Linked DNA regions of Sus scrofa: regions 2 and 3 are each linked to region 1. Evidence: chromatin contacts called from public Hi-C data. All regions are on one chromosome and are shown on one strand. The core of a region is the stretch at or near the end of the contact, and the rest is flanking DNA. Distances in the headings are between cores, read along the strand shown. Region 1 holds the start of C3H16orf90. Region 2 holds the start of ZNF213 (zinc finger protein 213). Region 3 holds the start of HCFC1R1 (host cell factor C1 regulator 1).

Region 1 (4,258 bases), core at 738-3,237:
GGTGGTAGGGTGAAATTCATGTCTGTTATTTCTGAGTTGTCTTTTTTAGTGAACATACAGGACCTTAATAACTCAAAAATCTAAACATTAGTTACATTATATCCACAGAAATCTTAAAGACAATGATTGAATTACATAGCAGTATTTAGATGTACTATCCAACAGACTAAGAAACAATACTAATACTTATTGATACCAGAGATTGCGGTCACTAAGCTTTAAGCAAGGCTTGGAAATAAAAATAAAACATTTTTTTAGTTCTTATGTTGTGCCAAGATCTGCATTCAGTGTGCTTCTCACTAAGTAATGCCCGTCTTCACTCTTCTTGAAGGGGATATTCAAAATGTCCCAATGACATTCACAAACTACCTGGGCACTGGAGGTTAGGGTGGATTTCAGCAGACAACAGAAGAGAAGACACCAGCAGAGCAAAGAGCAGCAGAGGGCCTCTGCCACTGTTTGGGGAAAAGTTGAAAAAGTGATGGAGAATAAAGCGGCAGCCTTCTTATCACAGTCAGGCATTGCCTTCTTCCTGCCAGGTAGGAGTCAAGTTCTGTTAATTCTGCAGTACTTTTGTCAAAATGGAGACAATTTGAGTAAGATTCTTAACATGAACTGCTTAATTGTACACTGTTTAAGGTCAGAATGTTCAGAAATCTCCTTCTCGTACACTTTTCCAAATACAGCTCTGTTCAGGGTCCCCTAGCAGAATACTGGCCACCCTCAACTATGAGGGAAGAGAACCGTCTCTACAATGGTCTACCATAGAGCGTCACCAAGAACCTCCCCATCCCTGAGGGCATAGATTCAAACAGTAGAGCTAGCAGGAGGCATCAATAAAATCTCCTGTCTCTTTCTGTATATTTACGTTACAGAAAAAGAACAATTCACAACTGAAAGGACTCATCTTTAATGGGAACATTTCAGGCACCAGCAATTTGGTTACAAAATTGGCCTTAAGCCCCTCAGATCACACCAAATTGGCAGTCACCTGCTAGAGCCATGCACGTGGAGCCATTTGACTGAACTGCTTCAGGGTGAGACAATGACAGCGCATAAAAGCCAAGAAACTGTGAGTCGCACAATCCTACATCTGGACCCATTACTTTCAGAGTTGTAGCTGTGTGGCCTAAAACAAGCGACTTTACAGCTCTGCCTCAAAGTATTTCATCCAGGAACTACAGGACCCGCCGCACTGTTAAAATGAGGACTAAAATAAGACACTGAATGTACAATACCTGGTGTGTAACAAGGGACCCCCCCCCCCCCACAGGAGCAGATCTGAGCCGCAATTAGTAGTCACCAGCCCCTCCTGGGCTTCGTTGTTCGTTTCTCGGAGATCTATGCTAACCCAACTCTAAAACGGTTTAGCGTTTTCCAATTCGTCAGCGAACGTTTATACCACCTGGCTGTATAAATCAGTTTAAAGTAAACCAAGAATGTATATGTGTGTGTGTGACTGGGTCACCTTGCTGTATAGTAGGAAACTGACAGAACATTGCAAACCAGCTACAATGGGGAAAAAATCGTTTAGAATTTAAAAAAAACATTTTTTAAGTAAACCAAATTAAAGTTTGGATTCCTCAGCCACACAAACCACACGTGGCCAGCGGCAGATACACAACCTGCCCTCATTGGGAAAGGGCCGTGAGACTGGGCTGGGGCGCCCAGGCCGGGGTTGCGGGAGGCGGGCCAGGGGCGTCCCAAGCCGCGGAAGCCCAGGAGGAGCTCCGGCGCTCGAGCCTCGGGGGGGCTCGGACGGGGGACCCGGCGGGAGGGAGCCCGAGCATCAGGAGGACCGCAGGTCACGGGGGCAAGGCTGCCTTACTGCGGAGGTCGCGGAAAGACATGTCTCTTTGGTCCCGAGAAGCCCGGAGTCTCCGCCGCTCGCCCCTCAGCGCTCACGGGTCTCTATAGTAACGCACGGAGGGAGCGTGGACGGCGAGTAGCCGGGGCCAATCCAGACGGGAGGCGACCTGGTCGGGCCATGTGCGCATGCTCCACACTCGCCGGACACAGGGCGGCCGGCAGGGGGCGTCTCCGGACGCTGAGGGAGCCGGCGTGGGATCTTGGCCCGGATGGCGTCTGGGCCCCTTGACTTGACACGTTCTGAGCACCATCCAAGCGCCTGACACTTTGAGAGGCACTCTACATACTACTCGTTTCCTCCTCAACTGCTCTAGACAGAATGTAGGATAGTGTTAGGAGGCAGGTCTCCCGCCTGCGTCCTGTACCCAGCATGCATCTCACTAGCGAGGGTAAAATGAAGCACCTCCTGAGTGAAGGGACTGACCGCTGGGCGGCGACAGTGGGCCGGGCTGCTACCTGCGCACGCGCAGCGGGATCGAGCTTTACGACAGGCCGGAAGCCGGCCCGGCTCTTCGCGCGCTGGCGGTTGTCCTGGCAACCGTGTGCTCAGCGGGCTGGAGCCTATTGGTGCGCCAGTTTGAGGGGGCGGCTCCGGGTGAGGAGCACCGCCGACCCTTGGCCGGGTTAGCTGCGGGCTCGCTTGGGACTGCCCTAAGCTGGGCTGCCACGGTTGGAAACAGGTGACAGGAAGGGCTGGGGAAGGTGAAATCAGCTGATCCCAGAAGGGTGGACGCTGAGGAATGACTGCCAAACCCACAATCGGTTTTGGTGAAGTTGCACACATAAATGCACGGAGTTCCGAAATAGATCCATACATGCGTGGTCATTGTGACGAAGACCTTCAGAGGGGATAGAAAGAAAGAGCTTTCAACAAATGGTTTGGGAACAATTCGGAATGCAAATAAATGAGCATCCATCCTTATTTAAGAGTAAAACCAAGAACTATAGCTTTTCTAGAAGAAAACTTAGAGGTGAAAGGTTCGTGACTGGGTTAAACAAAAACATCATCCTTAAATAAATAAATAAATAAACCTTATCCAGGGAGTTCCCATTATGGTGCAGCAGAAACGAATCTGACTACTATCCACAAGGATGCGGGTTCGATCCCTGGCCTTGCTCAGTGGGTTAAAGATCTGATGTTTCCATGAGCTGCGGTGCAGGTGGCAGACGCCCTTGGTATCCCACGTTAATGTGGCTGTGGTGTGTAGGCTGACAACTGCAGCTCCAATTCGACCCCTAGTCTGGGAACTTCCATATGCCATGGGCGCAGCTCTAAAAAGAAAAAAAAATATGAATTTCATTTCATTACAAATAATAAGCAAAGGAAAAGATACTCAAGATTATTAGTCGTTAGAGAAATGTATATTAAACCACAAGATATCACTGGGTAGTTTGAGAACAGCTAAAATAACAACCAAGTACAACGAAAGCCCTGACAGTTAAGGGTCTGAAAGGATGTGGAGGGACTTGGCCCTTCCTACAGTGTTGGTGGGAACGTGAAACTGTACATCCACTTTGGAAAACAGTTGGTAGTGTAAGGCGAGTGCGGAGAAAGAGAACAAGCCGGGTGTTCAGACAAAGAGAAGAAAATTTATTAGAGGGGAAAGGGAGAGGGTGACGGACCCTTGAGAAGAGCCAGCCCCCTGCCCTTCTTTTGGGGCCTTCTTATGCCCCTTGGATGGGAAACTGGATTCCCTGAGGCGAAGGGAGGTTAGTTTATCTTTTGCCTGCAGCTGGACTCTATGGTCACATAGTCGTGACAAAGTTGGTGGTGTCTCACCGTAGGGGGGGGTCTTGTAATCCTGAGAAAGCTGGAGGTGTGTGGTGTCCCACGGTAGGGGGGTCTCGTCATCTGGGGAAAGTCGGCACCAGTGGTGAAAACAGGATGTCGCTTGAGCAAGGCGGTCCGTTTCGTGGGTCAGCAGAAAGAGCCATTGTAACAATGAGCCCCCATGTCGCCCCCGACAGGTTGTTTCTTAATAAAGTTAAATATACATGTAACATACAGCTCCGCAATACCACTCTCAGGTATTTGCCCAAGAGAAATGAGAATTTATGTTCACACAAAAAATCTGTACACAAATATTGAGAGCAGCTTTATTTATAATCGCCCCAAACCAGAAGCCACTCAAGTGTCCCTCAGTTTATGAATGGATAAACCCCTGTGGTACACCCACGCAATGGAGGACCACTCGGCAATTTAATAAACGAAGCAAACTGCCGTAACACATAAGGACAGTAATGGATTTCCAATGCCTTATATATACTAAGTCCAGGAAGTCAGACTCAAAAGCTTTCATACTGTAGATTCCATCTATATGACAATCTGAATAAAAGGAAAATAGAAAACAAATTGTGGTTTCCTGGTGGTGCAGCAGGTAAAGAAAAT
Region 2 (4,022 bases), core at 108-2,607, 340 kb after region 1:
ACCTCTTCGTCATGACAGGGACTTTATTCATTCTGTTCCCCTTGCTGGGAAGGTTCTACCCTGAAATCCTTCCCGTCATTCAAGTCTCAGCGTTCCGTCCTTGGACAATCAATTCCTAACATTCTCCACTGCTTCCCCCGTCTGTCACCACTTTAAATTAATGTGTCATTTACGTCCGCCTCCCTCACTGGAGCTCAACCCATGAGGGCATGGATCTTGTCAGATTTTTCATCGCTTATCCCTCAATATCTAGCAAAAGACCTGGAACGCAGGCATTTATATTGAAAAATGAATGAGTGAAGGCGGTGAAGCGTCTATTTAACGTTTCCTCGCCTTTACTACCCGGCCCGCCCCGCACTGACTGCCTCAGTTCCTCCCGCTCCCCGCAAAAGATCCCAGGTCTCCTTCCAGGCCGTTACCGCCTCCGCGTGGGCTCTCGCAGGCAGCACCGGGCGGGCCCGCAAGGTGCCGGAGCGCCAGCAGGAGGTGCAGGGGCCAGGACTCCGGCGCGGCGGACCCTGGGCGTCACGACCAAGCCCAGACGCGGCCCTCGCGTTCGAGCGCCGCGGGTTTCTTCCGGGCGCAACAGGTCTTCCGCCGCGCGCGAGGCCGGAAGTGGCTCTGGCCTCGGCGCTCGCCTTCTCCCCGCTGCCTCTCTAGGAAGGCAGGAGGGTCGCTGTCTCGGTGGTGGGCCCGGGGCCCGCTCTGAAGACTCGGGGGCTGACGACTCAGCAGGTAGGCCGGCCCGCGTTGTTGGTTCTTTCCGCAGCGCCCGGAAAAGGAAGGGAAAAGGCAAAGTTTGGAAGCCCAGAGCGTCGAGGAGTTGCCAGGCAACCGTGGCGGGGGTGGGGGGGAACGGAGCCGAGGACAAACGCCAGTTATGATTGGCCCGTTTTGGGGGCGCCCACCCTCTTGCTCCTCCCAGGGCACTGACTGGCAGGTGGCATAGTGGGAGGGGTGAGATCGTCCGGAATCTGTCATCCTGGCTGTGAGGCGAGCCTCGGCGAGTCTGCAGACCTCGCCACCCTGCGGGGTCACACGAGCTCGGGAGGAGCTTCCCAGGCTAGAGCAGAGCTGAATCAGTCCACGTCTCCGGCCCGGGGAAGGCAGCGCGCCTTCAGCCAGGACCTGGGCCGACCACACAGGGATGCGGTCGGCAGTCCCAAGGGACTATTTCCACCACCGCCCCCTTCCCCTCCCTCTACTAGTCCAGAAGGCGCAGGTGCGCAGGTCAATCGCAAGGAATCAGGTCGCGCGTGTTCTTCAGAAGCTATAAGGTGTGAGCAGGAGCCAGGAAGGAGTAGGCCACCTCTGAGCCTCTTCGCCAGCTCCCCAGAGACGGCCAAAACCCTTCTCTGCCTCCCCACCCTACCCCCGCCCAGCCTGCTACCCGTCAGTGATGCTTCATCACCCACCGAATCATGAACACCATTCAGCCTGACAGCCCAGGCCCTTCCAAGATGCTGGAGCTGCCTCCTCAGTCTTAGCTGCTGTTGTCCACTCTTAAAACGCTCTGGCCTGGAATTCCCATCATGCCTCAGCGGATAACGAGCACGACTAGTATCCATGAGGACGCAGGTTCAATCCCTGACCTCACTCATTGGGTTAAGGATCTGGAGTTGATGCGGGCTGTGATGTAAGTCGCAAATGTGACTTGGATCCAGAGTTGCTGCGCCTATGGCGTAAGCCAGCAGCTGTAGCTCTGATTCAGCTCCTAGCCTGGGAACTTCCACCTGCCGCAGGCAGCCCTAAAAAGACAAAAAACAAACAAACAAAAAAAGGCTCTAGACAGGGTCTATTCCATCCTCTGGATGGATCTCTAAGAAATGGAAGATGCATGGGGCCCTTGGAATCCCTTTGCACTGTGCTATGAAAAGGGGATGCCGTTTCCCACTGGATACTGTGCTGAGCTCCTCAGAGCGAAGTCTTTAACGACCCCGGCCCCCCGGAGCTCACTAGACAGCCCTCTGCGGGATTCAAGGCCTGAGTGATTCCTGGCATCCAGCTGATGTGGCCCATGGCCCAAGGAGCTGAAATTAAGGCAATACCCACTGTGCAAATGAATACTCTGTGCTAAGCCCCACCAAGTCATGGTAGCACCTTCCCACCTGTTTCCCTCCATCAGATAACAAGCTCCTGGGAGCAATCCTTATGTGACGAGAGCCCCTCAGTCCCTCACACTGAACCCAGCAGAGAAACACTATTTCTGGCTGAGTGACCAGTGACCAGTGCCGTGACGACACGCTGAAGGGAGGAAACTGCTTTTTCTCACCTCTTCGAGAAAGAACCATCCAGTCAATCCACTCCTGCCAGCAGCCCAACCCTAGACACCACTGAGTCCTGCCTGGGCCCCCACTAGTCAGCACCTCCCTGGCGTCCAGCTGATTTCCCTCTCAAACTCCAGCTGAGTGCAACACCCCTGAAGGTCAAGTCTACTGTCTGTCAGTTCTAATTTTTTAGTTCTGTTTTGGCCAGGCCGGTGGCATGCAGAAGTTCCGGGGCCAGGGATCGAACCTTTGCCGCAGCAGTGACCCAAGCTGCTGCAGTGACTACAGTGGATCCTTAACCTGCTGCACCACAGGAGAACTGTCTACTCTTTAGACAGCCTCATATTGTCATGCACTAATTAGACAATCAAAAGCTGAAGGGGGAGGAGTTCCCCTTGTGGCCCAGCAGGTTACAAACCTGACTAGTATCCGTGAGGACATGGGTTCGATCCCTGACCTCAGTGGGTCTGGGAACTGGCGTTGCTGTGAGCTGTGGCGTAGGTCACAGACACTTCTCCGATCCTGTGTTGCTGTGGCTGTGGCATAGGCTGGCAGCTGTAGCTCCGATTTGACCCCTAGCCTGCGAACTTCCACATGCTGCAAGTGTGGCCCTAAAATAAATAAATTAATAGCTATTGGGGGTACATGGAAATAGAGGTATTCTTTACAGGATAAAAGCCCTGGACCTGAGCTCCAGCTTCCAGGTTGAATGACTTTGGGCAAGTTACTGGCCTTCTCAGCCTGCTTCCTCATCTATAAAACTCCGAGTTGCAGTTGGGGACATATACGTGATGCTTGGTCCCATGCCTGACAGGGCAGCTGCTCAACTGCCAACTATCATAACTATTTTCAGTCCAATGTCCTGTTCAAGACATTCCATCCCTCAGGGGCTGGGAGCCAACAGAGCTGCGACTGCTCTGTTGGCTCTGTGAGCACAGAGACAGGAGGGGTCCCAAGAGAGGCAGACGTCAAGGTCAGGTGATGTCAAAAATGAGTGTAATCTTGAGAGCTGAACTGCACATCTAGAATATGGGCAGGCTGAGCCCACCCTTGGCCAGGAGAAAAAAAGAGAGAGAGAGAATGGGAAAATTCAGAGGTAAAACCCCAGGAGGCCAGGAAACCACCAGATGGGGGCAGGTAGGGCAAATTACAGAGGACAGGTGCAAAGAGGCCACAGAGGTGAGAAGTAGTGGAGGGAGTGAGCTGGCAGTGGCTCAGAAAGGATCAGAAGGGGCAGTGGTCCCTGGGGAACAAGAAATCCCCCCTGGATTAGAGCTGGGCCCCCGCGGATGCAGGTGAAAATGCCCGGTCACAAGCAGCAGGCCCCAGTGTGAGGGAAGCAGGGTAGACAGGAGACACTGAACGTGAATTCTTAGGCTGGCTCTGCCCTGCCCTGGCTCCTGGAGAGAAGAGCCAAGGGAGTGCCCAGAGCTCAGGGGCAATGCTACGGGCATGAGTGACAACAGCAGCAGATCACCTCACCCAGGTCCTCCATTTCAGAAGTATCTGGGGTGTGGAAACGCCCGTGCTTAGAGCCCTCTGCCCAGAGACTCAGGATCCTGCCGTCGGCATGGTGGACTGGGCCCCAGGCCAGGGAAAGGCTGGGGTGGACGGTGCCCAAGCCCCAGAGGGATGACTTAGGGACGGCTGAGTGAAGACGCTGAGTCCCCCCAGGAGCCCCTGCCCTCCCCGCCAGCCTCCAGCCTTCAGGGCCCCAGGAGACAGAGCTACGGCTCGCACTTGAATTCCAAGGCC
Region 3 (3,978 bases), core at 1,316-3,815, 410 kb after region 1:
CCCTGGCCAGCTGACAGAATCTGTGGGAGACAGGGATGGGGCTCGGGGTTCAGAGCTGGAGGGGAGCAGGCAGGGCTTTAGCAGAAGGGAGATAGAAGGCCTCACCAGGTCCTGGTAGAAGGTAACGTGCTTCTGCGGTGCCCGCATGGGGAAGATGGTGGTGGGTGTGGAAGATCGAAGGTGCCAGAGGGTGAGTGCCGGGCCACCTCCACAGACCTGGGCAGAAAGGTGGGGGCCCCCAGCCTCTGTGAGCCACAGAGCCTCAGCTGGACAGAGCCCAGCGCTGCCACCCCATCCTGCACTTGGCCCGGCTCACCATCCAGTCTGAGTCAGTTGCCAAACATCCGATCCAGCGCCCATTGTGGGGCCTCGAGCACTCCTGGGAGGGAGGAGAGGCGAGGCGGAGGTGGAGACGTGGGATGCCCAGAAAGGAGGAAGGGAGGACGGGGCGTGGGGTGTGCCCTCACCTCATGCTTGTAGACTTCGATCGTCTGGACCTCCCTGGCCGTGCGGAGGTCTGTGTGGGAAGAGCCGTGAGAGGCAGGCACCCCACTTGCCCCAGCCTCCCTCACCACCACCTCTCCCTCCAGACACTCTTACCCCAGAGCCGTACGGCCCCATCCTCGCCACCAGAGAGCACCTCGGGGCTCCTCTCCCTCAGCGCCAGGCAGTGGATGTAGTCTGTGTGGCCGCGGAGGGCCCGCTGCAGGGAGAGGGCAGTGTCAGGACAAGATCCAGGAAGAGGCCACCCCCCTCCCCGCCTGCTGCCTCCCCCCCAGCCACTCCAGCTCCACAGCTCACGGTGAAGGCCCCCGTCTCAAGGTCCATCGTGTGCAGCTGACAGTCTCCACCCGCCAGGATGAGGGAATTCTCCTGCAGAAGAAGGCGCGGGCAGGGCATGGGCGAGTGGGGTCAGAGGTCAGTGTCACGTCAGGGCAGGGGAGGGTAAGGATCAAATCTGGCCCAAGAACAGGGCAGGGGAGGGCCCTGATTATAAAGGGCTCGAACCTTGGGGACGAGAAGTAAAGCATTGATCTCAGGTACTTCTAGGCTGGTCCTGGGGGAGGAAAAACCACGTCAGCTCTGATGAGGCCATACCTTCACCTCCATGTGCCCTCTGCCCACATGGCCCTGGCTCACCTGTATGGGGGCTGACGACGCCACAGCTCCTTACAGCCCTTCGGGGAAGGAAACATTGGGTGACAAAGACTCTCTCTGGGTCTGGGCAGCTCACCCTTCCCCCAGCTCCACACTCACCTTCTTAAGGATCTCCGCCCAAAGCCAGGCCTTCACCTCCCCATCCCCGGCACTGAGCAGATGTCGATCAGTGGACACCATGCTGTAGACAGGCCCATCATGGGCTAAATGCAAGGGCAGAACCTGAGTGACCCCATCCTGCTCCTCTCATCCACCCTGGGGTTCCCCAAGACAGACTCGATGGCGGCACCCACCTTGGAAAGTCACAATGGGCTTCTTACTTTCCTCTTTGGCCTCGGAGCTCAGAGCAGCAGACAAGCTGAAGGGAGAGGGAAGAGGGGCCTGAGAGTCAGAAGCAGGAGGCGTCAGCCCCAGGAGCTAACGGGTGGTGGGGAGCGGGGGCAAGTGTACCTAAAGATGGCTATCTGCCCATAATTGTTGCCAGCCGCCAGGAACTTCCCACAAGGTGAGACACTCTGGGAGAAGATGGTCATGTGCAGCCGCTGCAGGGCCTGAAATACTTCCATCTGTGGAGAGAGACTGGATGAAGGCTGTCTGGGGCTTCCAAGACCTCGGATCCACAGACTCCTGCCCGCTTTCCCTGCTGCCAGCCCAGCCTCGCACCCCCGAGACCTCTCAGTCCTCCTGTGAAACAGCCCACCAGGGGGCACCTGCCCATACAGTCCCAGGAACGGCTCTGAGAAGGAGGCGAGAAAGGAGAGCGGTGCGGCTTGATGCTTAGTGGAACTTTTAGCAAGCATCCAGACTCTCCTGCAGGTTTCCTCAACTACGGAATGGAGCTCCTGGGAGATTTTTGTCCCGAATGGATAAGCTACTGTAAACAAAGAACTTCGCACAAGGAGAAACCGCTTTAAAAAGTGGCCTTACTCCCAAACAGAAAAATGTACTTTTTTTTTTTTTTTGACCGTCCTGCGGCAGCATATGGAGTTCCCGGGCCAGAGATCAGATCCCAGACGGAGTCGAGACTTAAGCCACAGATGCGGCAACGCCGGGTCCTTAACCCACTGTGCAGGGGATCCCAGCAATCCCAAGACGCCGCCGATCCTGCTGCGCCACAGCGGGAACTCCCGCCCTTTTAATCCCTACCTTTTGACTTTCATGTAAGGCCCCTGAGGTATTTCTGGGTTATTCTCCCGCCCACGGGTCAGAATCCGAGTCCCACCAAGAGCCCACGCGAAACAGAGATCAGGGCACGACTGCTTGCCAGCCGCTTCGAAGCCGGGCGTGGACTACAAACCCCAGAAGGCACCGCGCACCACGCACGCCTCACCTGACCCAGAGGCACCGCCGGCGGCACCGCTCGGTCCATCTCGAGAACTAAAAGTCCCAGAGAGCTCCGCGCTCCACGTAGCCTCACGAGTCCGGAAGTGCCTCCGGAGCAGCTCCCCTTCGCGGCGCCCTACCTCCCCAACACCGCTGGCCAGCCCGGCGTGAAGACGGCCTCTGCGTAACCCGAGTCCCAGCAGCGCAGGTGACCGCCAAGAAGATCCCAAGACTAAGTGGTACCCACCGCAACCCCGCTACGGCGGGCCCCCGCCCCCACCCCGCAGAGCAGACCCGCCTTCCAGCCGCGTGCCGTCAGCCTTCCGCGCCTGCGCAGACTCTGGCCGCTGCGTACGCCTAAAGCCACGCCCTACGCGTTGGGCCACGCCCTCGGAGACTCCTCCCCGGCGCCTGGATCCCACCCCTTCAGACCGCAGGACCTCGAACCCCAATGATCCTGCAGCAGCCCCTGGAGCGAGGCCCCCAGGGTCGGGCCCAGCGCGACCCGCGGGCCACCTCGGGAGTGCCCCGAGGCCTGGACGCGAGGTGTGTATGGGAGCCCTAGGCGGGCCTGGCTCGGGGGCCCAGGAGCTTTGGCTGTGGCCTCAGGCTGGTCTGCAGGCTGACACACGGTGGGGATTGTCCGCAGGGCTTGGGCGTGAGCTGAGCCACGGTCGGAGACTGGGGACTGAGACCTCCCAGGCAGGCTTCTGGATGGTTTGAGAGAGGGGGTGACTTGGGCGTCAGCTGAGACGGAGATGGGCTGGGCGCTCCTGGCTGACGCGCTGGCTTAGGCGGGCAGATCCTTGGGATGGGGCCAAGAGGGTGGGATGCTCCTGGCTCTCTTTTCTTCCCAGCTCCCCTCTCCGAGGAGCTGTGCCCATGAGCACCAAGCGGCGCCTGGAGGCGGAGCAGTGAGTTTGGGGGCAGGGAGGAACTCCCAGCAAGACCTCTGTCACCTCAGGTCCCCATCATACTACTTCTCCTCTGAATATCCCAGCTTGCCTGCCTCCCCGTCTCTCCCCAGGGAGCCCCTGCGCAAGCAGTTCCTGTCTGAGGAGAACATGGCCACCCATTTTTCTCAGCTGAGCTTGCACAATGACCACCCGTACTGCAGCCCCCCCATGGCTCTCTCCCCAGCTCTGCCCCCACTCAGGTAGGCACTATCCACAGTCCACCAGCGGGGCCTTCTGGAGGATCATACCCAATCCTCAGAGCCAGTCTCCAGGCTCTGCCTCATCCTGCTATTTTTAGCTTCTAGCCAACCTCTGCTGTTTCCCATCTTGGCTCCTAAGAAGGTGCCAGCAGCCTAGGAGCCCCTGGGAACCTGGACCAGGTGGGGTGTGGCTCTGCCAGGCCAGCCTCAGCTCTCTTCTGATTGTCATTTCCTCTTCCAGAACCTCTTGCCCCGAGCTGCTTCTCTGGCGCTACCCTGGGAACCTGATCCCCGAGGCACTCCGGCTGCTGAGGCGGGGGGACACCCCCACCCCCCACTCC

Evidence for each region. A called contact is a pair of places that touch in the nucleus more often than the background predicts.
Region 2: a Hi-C map of liver shows a contact between it and region 1, with 6 times the contacts expected there. The contact joins the promoter of ZNF213 here to the promoter of C3H16orf90 in region 1. A contact is called at or near these places in 5 of 47 Hi-C or Micro-C datasets (alveolar macrophages, heart right ventricle, liver and 2 more) and 1 of 2 datasets of contacts at active chromatin or transcription factors (alveolar macrophages).
Region 3: a contact with region 1 is called in a Hi-C map of liver, with 4 times the contacts expected there. The contact joins the promoter of HCFC1R1 here to the promoter of C3H16orf90 in region 1. A contact is called at or near these places in 3 of 47 Hi-C or Micro-C datasets (heart right ventricle, liver and skeletal muscle) and 1 of 2 datasets of contacts at active chromatin or transcription factors (alveolar macrophages).

What each region holds. Positions count from the first base shown.
Region 1 is chr3:38,751,468-38,755,725 of Sscrofa11.1, forward strand. It overlaps C3H16orf90, which reads left to right and starts at 1,988. Exons shown (of 4, transcript XM_021088380.1): 1 at 1,988-2,061; 2 at 2,310-2,464. The coding sequence starts at 1,988. CLUAP1 (clusterin associated protein 1) reads right to left here and starts at 1,918. Exons shown (of 12, transcript NM_001245000.1): 1 at 1,829-1,918. The coding sequence starts at 1,850.
Region 2 is chr3:39,087,432-39,091,453 of Sscrofa11.1, forward strand. ZNF213 (zinc finger protein 213) reads right to left here and starts at 1,358. Exons shown (of 6, transcript XM_013995737.2): 1 at 420-1,358. ZNF205 (zinc finger protein 205) reads right to left here. Exons shown (of 8, transcript NM_001243641.1): 8 at 4,008-4,022.
Region 3 is chr3:39,161,810-39,165,787 of Sscrofa11.1, forward strand. HCFC1R1 (host cell factor C1 regulator 1) reads left to right here and starts at 2,566. Exons shown (of 4, transcript XM_003481068.4): 1 at 2,566-3,027; 2 at 3,339-3,395; 3 at 3,509-3,637; 4 at 3,879-3,978. The coding sequence starts at 2,933. THOC6 (THO complex 6) reads right to left here and starts at 2,822. Exons shown (of 13, transcript NM_001243684.1): 1 at 2,489-2,822; 2 at 1,609-1,724; 3 at 1,452-1,516; 4 at 1,258-1,361; 5 at 1,141-1,178; 6 at 1,009-1,057; 7 at 802-873; 8 at 601-703; 9 at 468-517; 10 at 317-379; 11 at 106-216; 12 at 1-20. The coding sequence starts at 2,527.